Regions from separate parts of the Rattus norvegicus genome. Here all the other regions are linked to region 1. Evidence: chromatin contacts called from public Hi-C data. All regions are on one chromosome and are shown on one strand. The core of a region is the stretch at or near the end of the contact, and the rest is flanking DNA. Distances in the headings are between cores, read along the strand shown.

What was found. Hi-C and Micro-C count contacts between places; a contact is called where the count stands out from the background.
Region 2: a contact with region 1 is called in a Hi-C map of Schwann cells, with 4 times the contacts expected there. The contact joins the promoter of Pias4 here to the promoter of Gadd45b in region 1. A contact is called at or near these places in 7 of 12 Hi-C or Micro-C datasets (the A7r5 cell line, Schwann cells, frontal cortex and 4 more).
Region 3: a Hi-C map of liver shows a contact between it and region 1, with 2.9 times the contacts expected there. The contact joins the promoter of Creb3l3 here to the promoter of Gadd45b in region 1. A contact is called at or near these places in 9 of 12 Hi-C or Micro-C datasets (the Rat2 cell line, Schwann cells, frontal cortex and 6 more) and 1 of 1 datasets of contacts at active chromatin or transcription factors (oligodendrocytes).

Annotation. Positions count from the first base shown.
Region 1 is chr7:9,429,249-9,432,050 of GRCr8, reverse strand. Gadd45b (growth arrest and DNA-damage-inducible, beta) reads left to right here and starts at 1,333. Exons shown (of 4, transcript NM_001008321.1): 1 at 1,333-1,608; 2 at 1,697-1,798; 3 at 2,223-2,445; 4 at 2,688-2,802. The coding sequence starts at 1,565. The coding sequence ends at 2,801.
Region 2 is chr7:9,195,597-9,198,398 of GRCr8, reverse strand. Pias4 (protein inhibitor of activated STAT, 4) reads right to left here and starts at 1,367. Exons shown (of 11, transcript NM_001100757.1): 1 at 1,286-1,367. The coding sequence starts at 1,312. It also overlaps a transcript of Eef2 not described here.
Region 3 is chr7:9,271,893-9,274,694 of GRCr8, reverse strand. It overlaps Creb3l3 (cAMP responsive element binding protein 3-like 3), which reads right to left and starts at 1,375. Exons shown (of 10, transcript NM_001012115.1): 1 at 1,269-1,375; 2 at 472-603; 3 at 1-68. The coding sequence starts at 1,295.

The DNA of each region.
Region 1 (2,802 bases), core at 84-2,583:
TGGCGGAGGAGGGGACTCAGGGTGATTCACCGGGAGCCCCCGTGCGCTGTGGGAGAATCCCACGCGGGGTCTGTCTGCCTCCCTCATGTCCTTGCCGTCCGCTACCAGCCCTCATACTGTGGCTCACAGAACGCCCTCGGAGACCTCAGTTTCCATTTTGCACAATGCAGATAGCCGGCCAAACCTTGGAAAGATAAATGACACTCATGGAAGAGGGGGCCTGTGGTTCATGCTGCGTACTACAAAAATGCCAGGGACATAAAAGGGGCTGCCGGGTTGGGGATTTAGCTCAGTGGTAGAGCGCTTACCTAGGAAGCGCAAGGCCCTGGGTTCGATCCCCAGCTCCGGAAAAAAAAAAAAAAAAAAAAAAAAAAAAAAAAAAAAGGGGGCTGCCTTTCAGCCACCACTCCCAGGGGGCAGCACCGGATCAGGTGTGGTGACGCGGTCTGAGGATAGACCGGGAGGCAGCCGGCAGGGGGCGGGGCCGCTCCGGAGAGCGTCTGGAAGGCTCTTCACCTGCGCCTCCCCGGCTCATCTGAAACTCGGGGTGCCAGGAGCGGGGAAAAGGGGTTCCGGATCTTTCCTCCTGGGATCCCTTAGTGCTCTGCAGCCAGGACCCCTGGGGCACCGCCAAACCACCTACCACGACCACTGGGAAGCTTCCTGTGTGCCTCTCCCGCGACCCCCGCCTGAGGGGGCTGAGCGTTCTCAGAGCACCTTTGTATGCGCTGGTGGGATGCCTTTGTAGTTCTCACTTTGGGGAGAGGATCCCACGGTCCTCAAACTTACCAAGTGTTTACTATATACCTTAGACTTATTTAAACACTCTCCAACTCTCCAAGGCCGAGCTGCAGACTTAGCCTCCTGGCCCATGCACATCCCTTCTTTTAGAGCTTGGGAAAGGCTAGGGACTCTCCGGGGACAGGGAGGGGATTCCAGACAGCTCTCCCCGAAAGTTCAAGCCAGCCTCTCGCGCTGGAAACCCCGCGCGCGGCCTGCGTAGCGCGGCTGCCGGGAAATCAGGAGAGAAACTTCTGTGTTTTTTTTTTTTTTTTTTTTTTTTTTTTTTGTCTGTGTGTGTGGTTTTTTTTTCCTCTCTCGATTCGCTGGCAGTCGCCGCTGCCTGGGTTCACGCTCCTCCCAGCCCTGACCCCCACGTGGGGCCGCCGGAGATCCGAGCTCCGCCCTTTCCTACCTCCAGCCAATCTCAGCGCAGGCTACTCGGCTCTTTGTGCCTCCACCAATGGATGGGCGGTGCATGCCTCCCCTGGCCACGCCCTCTCCCGGGCGGTCTTATAAGCGGCTTGCAGCGCCGGCGCGCTCACTCCGCGTCAACCCGGGATCCGTGTCACCTCCGTCTTCTTGGATTAATTTCGAGGGGGATTTTTTTGCAATCTTCTTTTTAATCCTGCTTTTTTCTTGGGAAAGTAAGTCCCACCGCCTCCGGAAAGCCTCGGACACTTCTGGTCGCGCGGGAAGGTTTTTACCTCTTGGGTTCGGATCTGGACGAGTGCTTTGCCTTGGGGATCTTCCGTGGGGGTCCGCTGTGAAGTGTGACTGAATCATGACCCTGGAAGAGCTGGTGGCGAGCGACAACGCGGTTCAGAAGTGAGTACAACGGAGACCGAGGTCTTCTCGCCCGCCGCCTGAGGTCTGCTGGGCTGTCATCGCCTAATCTCCCCATTTGGCCTTTTAGGATGCAGGCGGTGACTGCGGCGGTGGAGCAGCTGCTGGTGGCCGCGCAGCGTCAGGATCGCCTCACCGTGGGGGTGTACGAGGCGGCCAAACTGATGAATGTGTGAGTCAGCACCCCCTTTTCTCGGGCGTGGGTGGGGGCGCCCCTCTGATGCACGCGCGCTCCAACATCCCTCTAGGGCTCGGGGCTTTGGGGGACTTTCCCAGCGCTCCTGGGAGTTGGGGAGTGGAGGGCGACATTTCTCAGAGAATTTTTTGGGAGAGGGAAAGAGACTCGCTGCAGAACCCTGACTTTGCAAGTTTGAGGTTTTGTGTTTTTTGTTTTGACAAGCAATCCCAATAACTTTGGACTGCTTGCTTCCTTCCTCCCCGCCATCAGTATTTGCATAGTCGGCCACCCCGGCACCCTTGCACCCTGGGTCTTGCTCACCCCTCCCCCTGAGGTTCCCGGAGCTAATGCCCTCCTCCGTGCATGGCTACACCCGCTCCTGGTCTGGCGTCCCTCTGACACTCCTTCTTTCCTGCAGGGACCCCGACAGCGTGGTCTTGTGCCTGCTGGCCATAGACGAAGAAGAGGAGGATGATATTGCTCTGCAAATTCACTTCACCCTGATCCAATCGTTCTGCTGCGACAATGACATTGACATCGTCAGGGTATCAGGCATGCAAAGGCTGGCGCAGCTCCTGGGTGAGCCGGCAGAGACTCTAGGCACAAACGAGGCCCGAGACCTGCACTGCCTCCTGGTCACGGTGAGTGACCCACCCCGCCCTGATCACCTGGGTCCCGTGTTTGTCAACATAGCTGGGCTGGCTGCTCCAACACCAGCTCACTGCCCAGCCATGCTCGGCATGTCCCGTGGGCTGCCTCGTCACCCTGGCAGCTATTTTGAGCTAGCCTGTTTTTCTCTAATAGGGCTTCTGGAGCTGAACAGAGGCTCCCTACCGAACTCCTAGAGCTCCCACTAAACCCTTTCTTTTTCTCCCTCCAACAGAACTGTCATACAGATTCCTGGAAAAGCCAAGGCTTGGTGGAGGTGGCCAGTTACTGTGAAGAGAGCAGAGGCAATAACCAGTGGGTCCCCTATATCTCTCTGGAGGAACGCTGAG
Region 2 (2,802 bases), core at 118-2,617, 230 kb after region 1:
CAGTTCACATGTACCCATCTCAAAGTTCTGTTCCCCAAGAGTTTATGTAAATGGTATAGATTTTGGGTGAGTGAACAGGGGGGAAGATGGTTACACTTTTTAAAAATTTTTTGGAGATAGGGTTTCTCTGTGGAGCCATGGCTGTCCAGTAACTCACTTTGTAGACTAGACTGGCTTTGAACTCAGGGAGATCTCCCTGCCTCTGTCTCCTGAGTCCTGGGATTAAAGGCATGTACCACCACACCCGGAGTGCACTTTTTATTCAGAGTCTCTAGAATCACTCTAAGGGTCCTGGTGGGGAGGGAAGAACCATGTAACAAAAGAGACAGGAAAGGAGGGTGGGCAAGTCAGGATCTTATTGGTAGGAAGATGCTTGAGGAAGACTGAGGGGCTGGAGCCTTGGCAGGGAGACAGCGTAGAACTGGATGAAAGCTAAGCCAAGCTGTACTCCGGGAAGGTTTAATGGGACTCAAGAAGGTCAGAGCCCTGGTACCTTAATGCAGAAATGGGGGAAACAACCCTAAACAGTGCTCCCCTGGACTCAGTCAAGGTGTCTCGTGGGGATCAATCTGAGGAACACATAAAAAGAAGAGGGTGGTGGGTCCAGCGGGCTACACCAGGCAGCAGTAAAACCCTACAAGATGATTCACTAGGATGTAGAGGTTAGAGAGTGAGGCAGGATCATTGGAGGCTGGCAAGTGGGGAGTGGGACTCGAGGGGTGGGTCTCTAAAATGAACTTGGACACTTATAGTTGGGTTGAGTCTGGAGTCTGACTTATTCAGTAGTGGGAGGTGTCAGTACGGGCCCAGAGAATCAGAGCACTTGTGGAAATCCCTGCAGACCTTCCCCATGCTGGCCTTTAGGGGAGGAAAGGGGGGGGCACCCGGACCTGAGTCCTACTCGTTGCCTTGGAAACCCGATGGAGAAGTCACTGCATTCCTTCGGCTTCCAAGACCACAGAAGGACCCCCACTTCTGTCCCAATGGAGCTCACCCAAAAGAGGACAGTGCCTGTTCCCGGGAGGCTGTGTATTCGCAGCCTGTAGGAAACCCAGTTCGGGTCGGTAAAGAAGTGACAGTAGACGGCGGGGACACCCCAGGAGGGTGCTGGCGACCCCGCCCCCGGTCTCCCCGCCCCCCGCCCGCAGGCTCAGCCCGCGTCCTGGTCGCACCCTCGCCAGCCCGCGGCGCCACACCCCGCCCCCCGCCCTCCTAGCTCCCTGCGAGGAGCGGTCCGTACTCCGCCACCCGCCTGTCCCGGCTGGAGCCACTCTCCCTCACTCACTTTGGCCTCCACCAGCTCTGCCGCCATCTTGGCCACTAGCGTCCCCCGCGCCGGGAGGCCCCAGCCGTCGCGTCACGTGAGGGCCCTCGACTGTGGGGCGGGACCTGCGCGAGAGCCAATAAAAGCAAGTGCTGGCTCCTTTCTCCACGCCCCCGCGCCTGAGAGGCGGGAGGAGGCATCGCGCGCACGCGCCCCCAGGAACCACCGCCCGAGGATCTAGCCAATCACAACGGACAATTGCCAAGCCCCGCCCCCACAGTTATTTTTCAAGGCGCTGGCTGCTACCACGCCCACTCGGGGAGGAGTCTGGGTGCTTAAAGGCATAGCAGCACTTCCCGCCGCCTCATTTCTCTTGCTTCAAAAAAACCGCTAAATTTTTGTATTTGTATTTATTTAGTATGTACATGTGTGAAAGTCAGAGAACAGTCTAGGAAAGTAGGTTCTCTCGTTCCACTGTGTAGGTCCCAGGGATGAACCGGGGATCAGACCTGAGCCATGCGCCCTTTGCCGTGCTCCCTCGCTCTTACTGACCCCACCTTTTCTAGAGAGCACAGGCCGGACCCCCTGCCTCGTTTTCAAATTGGCTTGCGGTGGCAACAATTGTGGGCTTTTAAAATTGTTTTAAAATTTTGTTTTTTGAGACAGGGTTACCATGACGCCCTGGCTCTGTGACACTCGCTCTGTAGACCAGGCTGGCTTCAAACTCACTGAAATCCGCTTGCTCCAGCTTCCGGAGAATTGGGATTAAAGACAGCCGAATCAAGCACAGCCTAGTCTCGCTTGTTAAGGGCATAGAAGCCCCTCCAGCAGCCCCCCCCCCTTTTTTTTTTTTGGTGATCAAGGCCACGCCCACTCTCCTGTGGTCTGTTTTATTTATATATTGTGGGAAACTTGCTCATTTTTTGGTCGTCCAAAGACAATTTAAGGAGTTTATAGTTCCACAATATGGGTTCAGGGAATGGAATTCAGGTCATCAGGTTTGGAGACTAACGCGAATGGGTGTGGGTGCACGCGTTCTGAGCCTCCTATGTGGAATTCGGAGGACAATTTGGTGGAATTGCTTTCTCCTTTAACCAGGTATCACAAAATGAGTCCCGAGGATCGAACTCCTAATAGGCTTGTGGGCAATCACCATTTCTGGGGCCCTGCTTGGCGTCCTAAGTACTCACAAGCCCCACCCAACTCCCAGGATTTCGACGCTTGCACTAAGGCCACGCCCACTTCTAGCCCCGCTCTGGGTTTTTAAGCCCCGGACCGCGCGGCCTCTTGCTTCCGTTTCATTGGGAGGACTGGACCGCGCCCACGTCCAGCGCCAGGAGGGTGGTCTTAAAGGTGTATGTTCTTCCGGCTATGGTGCATTTTATGGCTCTTGTTTACGCTTGCGTTTTTTGTGAAGAAAAGGCTGGGGATGAACAGAATGCGGCCGGGCAGGTGTCCCTGTTCCCTTCGAGCGGCAGCTGGCAGGTACAGGGCTCTCGTGGCGATGTAGCGGTGGGGTGCGAGCCTTGTCGGACCTG
Region 3 (2,802 bases), core at 126-2,625, 160 kb after region 1:
GGGTCAGAGTCTCCAGGTCCCAGGATGGAATTTAGGAATTCATCAGAGTCAGAATTTGGTAGAACTTTCTAGAAGAGCGGCGGAGAGAGCAAGACAGACACAGGTTTCCTCAGATTAGTACCATGACTCTGGGCAAAATCCCTGACTCTCTGTGCTGCCATAGGGAGGGAGTTACCCTTTCTCCCTGAGCATCTGAGATGCAACAGCAGTTAAATGACAAACAGGGACCAGCAGGAGCTCTGTGTTCTGGGTTTGAGTTTGAACTCAGGTGGACGTCATGGGACTCTGAGTAATGAGCACCAGACCCTCCCTCTGACTCCCTCCCACCCCCAACATCCATTAAACGGAGTATCTAGCTGCACATTGAAAGGTTGGTTAAGCAGATGTGTGATGCTTAGAGGCTACCCAGTTCAGTGGCGTATCCTGTGCCCCACCCTGGCTATGGCTGGAAATCTCCCGGGGGACCCTCACCTGTTCCTCTCTGGTGAGGATCCAGCTCTCAGCCAGGTCTACATTTCTCAGGATGCCATCCTGCCCGTCGAACAGGAGGTCAAGGACTTCCATGCTATCTAAGGGAGCCATGGCACAGGCAGGGGACGCCATCTGGATCAAGGAGAGAGAAAGACTCCGTTCGTACACACAGCACCCCAGCTCCTTCTAGGCCAAATGTGACTTCTGTCCAGCCCCTGGGCTGGGTCTCTGTGAATCTGCCTAAAGTGTAGCTGAGGTTGGGCCAGGATAACAAGAGAGTCTTTAAAAACCATGGTGGCACAAGGCCATCAAATCAGGAGGCAGACGCAGGAAGGTGGCAAGTTCCAAGCCAACCTGGTCTACCACTAGCAAGTCTCAAAACAAAAAACGAGCAAAACAAACAAGCAAACAAACAAATCTAGAGTTCTATGTGGCTACTGGGCCTCAGTTCATACACACTGTAGTCAAATTCTTAAATATCTGTGTTTGTAAAAACAAGTATGGAGCCTGGGCTTGGTGGCTCACACCTTTAATCCCAGCATTCGGGAGGCAGAGGCAGGTGTATGTCTGTGAGTTTGAGGCCAGCCTGGTCTACAGAGAGAGTTCCAGGACAGCCAGGGCTACAGAGAGACCCTGGTTCCAGAGAAGACATTGGTGCCTGGATCAGCCTGTCTTGAAGTCCCTGGGAGGCTCTATGATCCCAGTGCTCCCCTCTCCAGCCTCAGCCTTCCTGCCAGTGTTATGGGGTTGTCAGCCTTCGACCCCCCCAGCTCAGCGTCTCCACCATGGCCTCTCACCTTTCCCGTCGATATGTCCCCATCCATGAGTCCTGCACCTATGGCAGCCTCGTTTCGGGCCCCTGTCACTGCCTGCCGCAGCCTTTGCCACGTCTCCTCCTCCCGAAGGATGCTGAAATACAGACCAGCAGCTTCCAGCCCAGCTCCCCACTGTCGACCAGGAGACAGGCAGGATCACAGACCAATGGTGAGTGGCAGTGGCAGAGGGAGGGCGGGATGACCACTATCTCTGTGTTTTGTGCTTTTTCCAGGGAGCAAAGTGCAAAGTCTGGGGGTGTTGAGTCTGTGTGACCTCTCCCCTACTTACAGCCACTGTTTCTGTCTAGCGTCACCGGATGTTGGGTGCCCAACAAAGCCCAGGGTCCTTGGGTAGGTTGCCAGCTCCTGGGACAGAGAAACATGGCAACCACAGGTGTGTGGAATTCATGCCCTCATGCAGAGTGACAACTGCTGACCCTGCAGGAGCGAAGAAGGAGCCACCTGCCCACATCCTCCACTGTCCCACATGTTAATCAATTCTTTCTGGGATCACCAGGCCTGCATGCACTTAGTCAACAAATATTTATACAAACTGCACTTTCTCTACCCTAGGGCCTTTGCACCTATATTCATCCACCAGTCCTGTCCCTGTAATTGACTCCGTTCCATTGCTTTCTTGTGTCCTTCCTGGCCCAGCCCAGTCCCACTCACTATTATCTGAGGATGACTTGACCTACAGATGATCTCCTGCCTTCACCTCGTGGCTTACATGGAGCCGCACACGGCTCGGTGTGCATGTTAGGCAAACTCTCTGCCCTCAAGCCCCGTCTGCCACATCCATCTGCTTCCTGCTTTCCTTCCACTTTCTGTCTCTCTGTGCTGCACCCTCATCCCTAACCCTGAACCCTAACCCCCAATCCCACCTCTGCTCCAGCCACAGCAGCCTCACTCATTGGCCAGGATAGACTCTACAGGCCATTACTAGCTGCTCTCGTCCAGAATAGGGTAGGTATACAGTTGGCACTCAATTGATAACTTGCTCACTGAATAGCTCTTGTGTGCCAGACACTGGCTTAGGCATGACCAATCAATCCACGAGCGCCCTGGACTGAGTTGGGTAGAGAGATGAGTATGGCTTGATAAACAAGTGCCACCAAGAAACCAAGTGACTCCATAGCAAGGAGTGAGGGTCACCCAGAGTCCTGGAGGGGAGGCTGAGTCAGCTGAGGGGAGAGCAGCTGGACGGTACATCAGGCCGAAGAGATAACCTGTGTGTGAGGCCTGAGGCAGGACGGGCCTTCGGGCATTGGAGGAGCATGGAGGATTGTCCTGTGGCTGGAGCAGGAGGAACAGGGAGGGACGAGGAGCAATGTCACTCTTGAAGTGACATTGTGTTGGGTGGGGAGCATAAGCAAGCACCTATGCAATAAGTAAACACATTGGCAACCCCTAGCTGCACCAGAAAGACGTAGAGCACAGGGTCGAGACCCTTGCTTGAAGGAATGGGGAGAATTCTCTGAGAAGAGACATTTGGATTGAGGTTGAGACCTGGAAA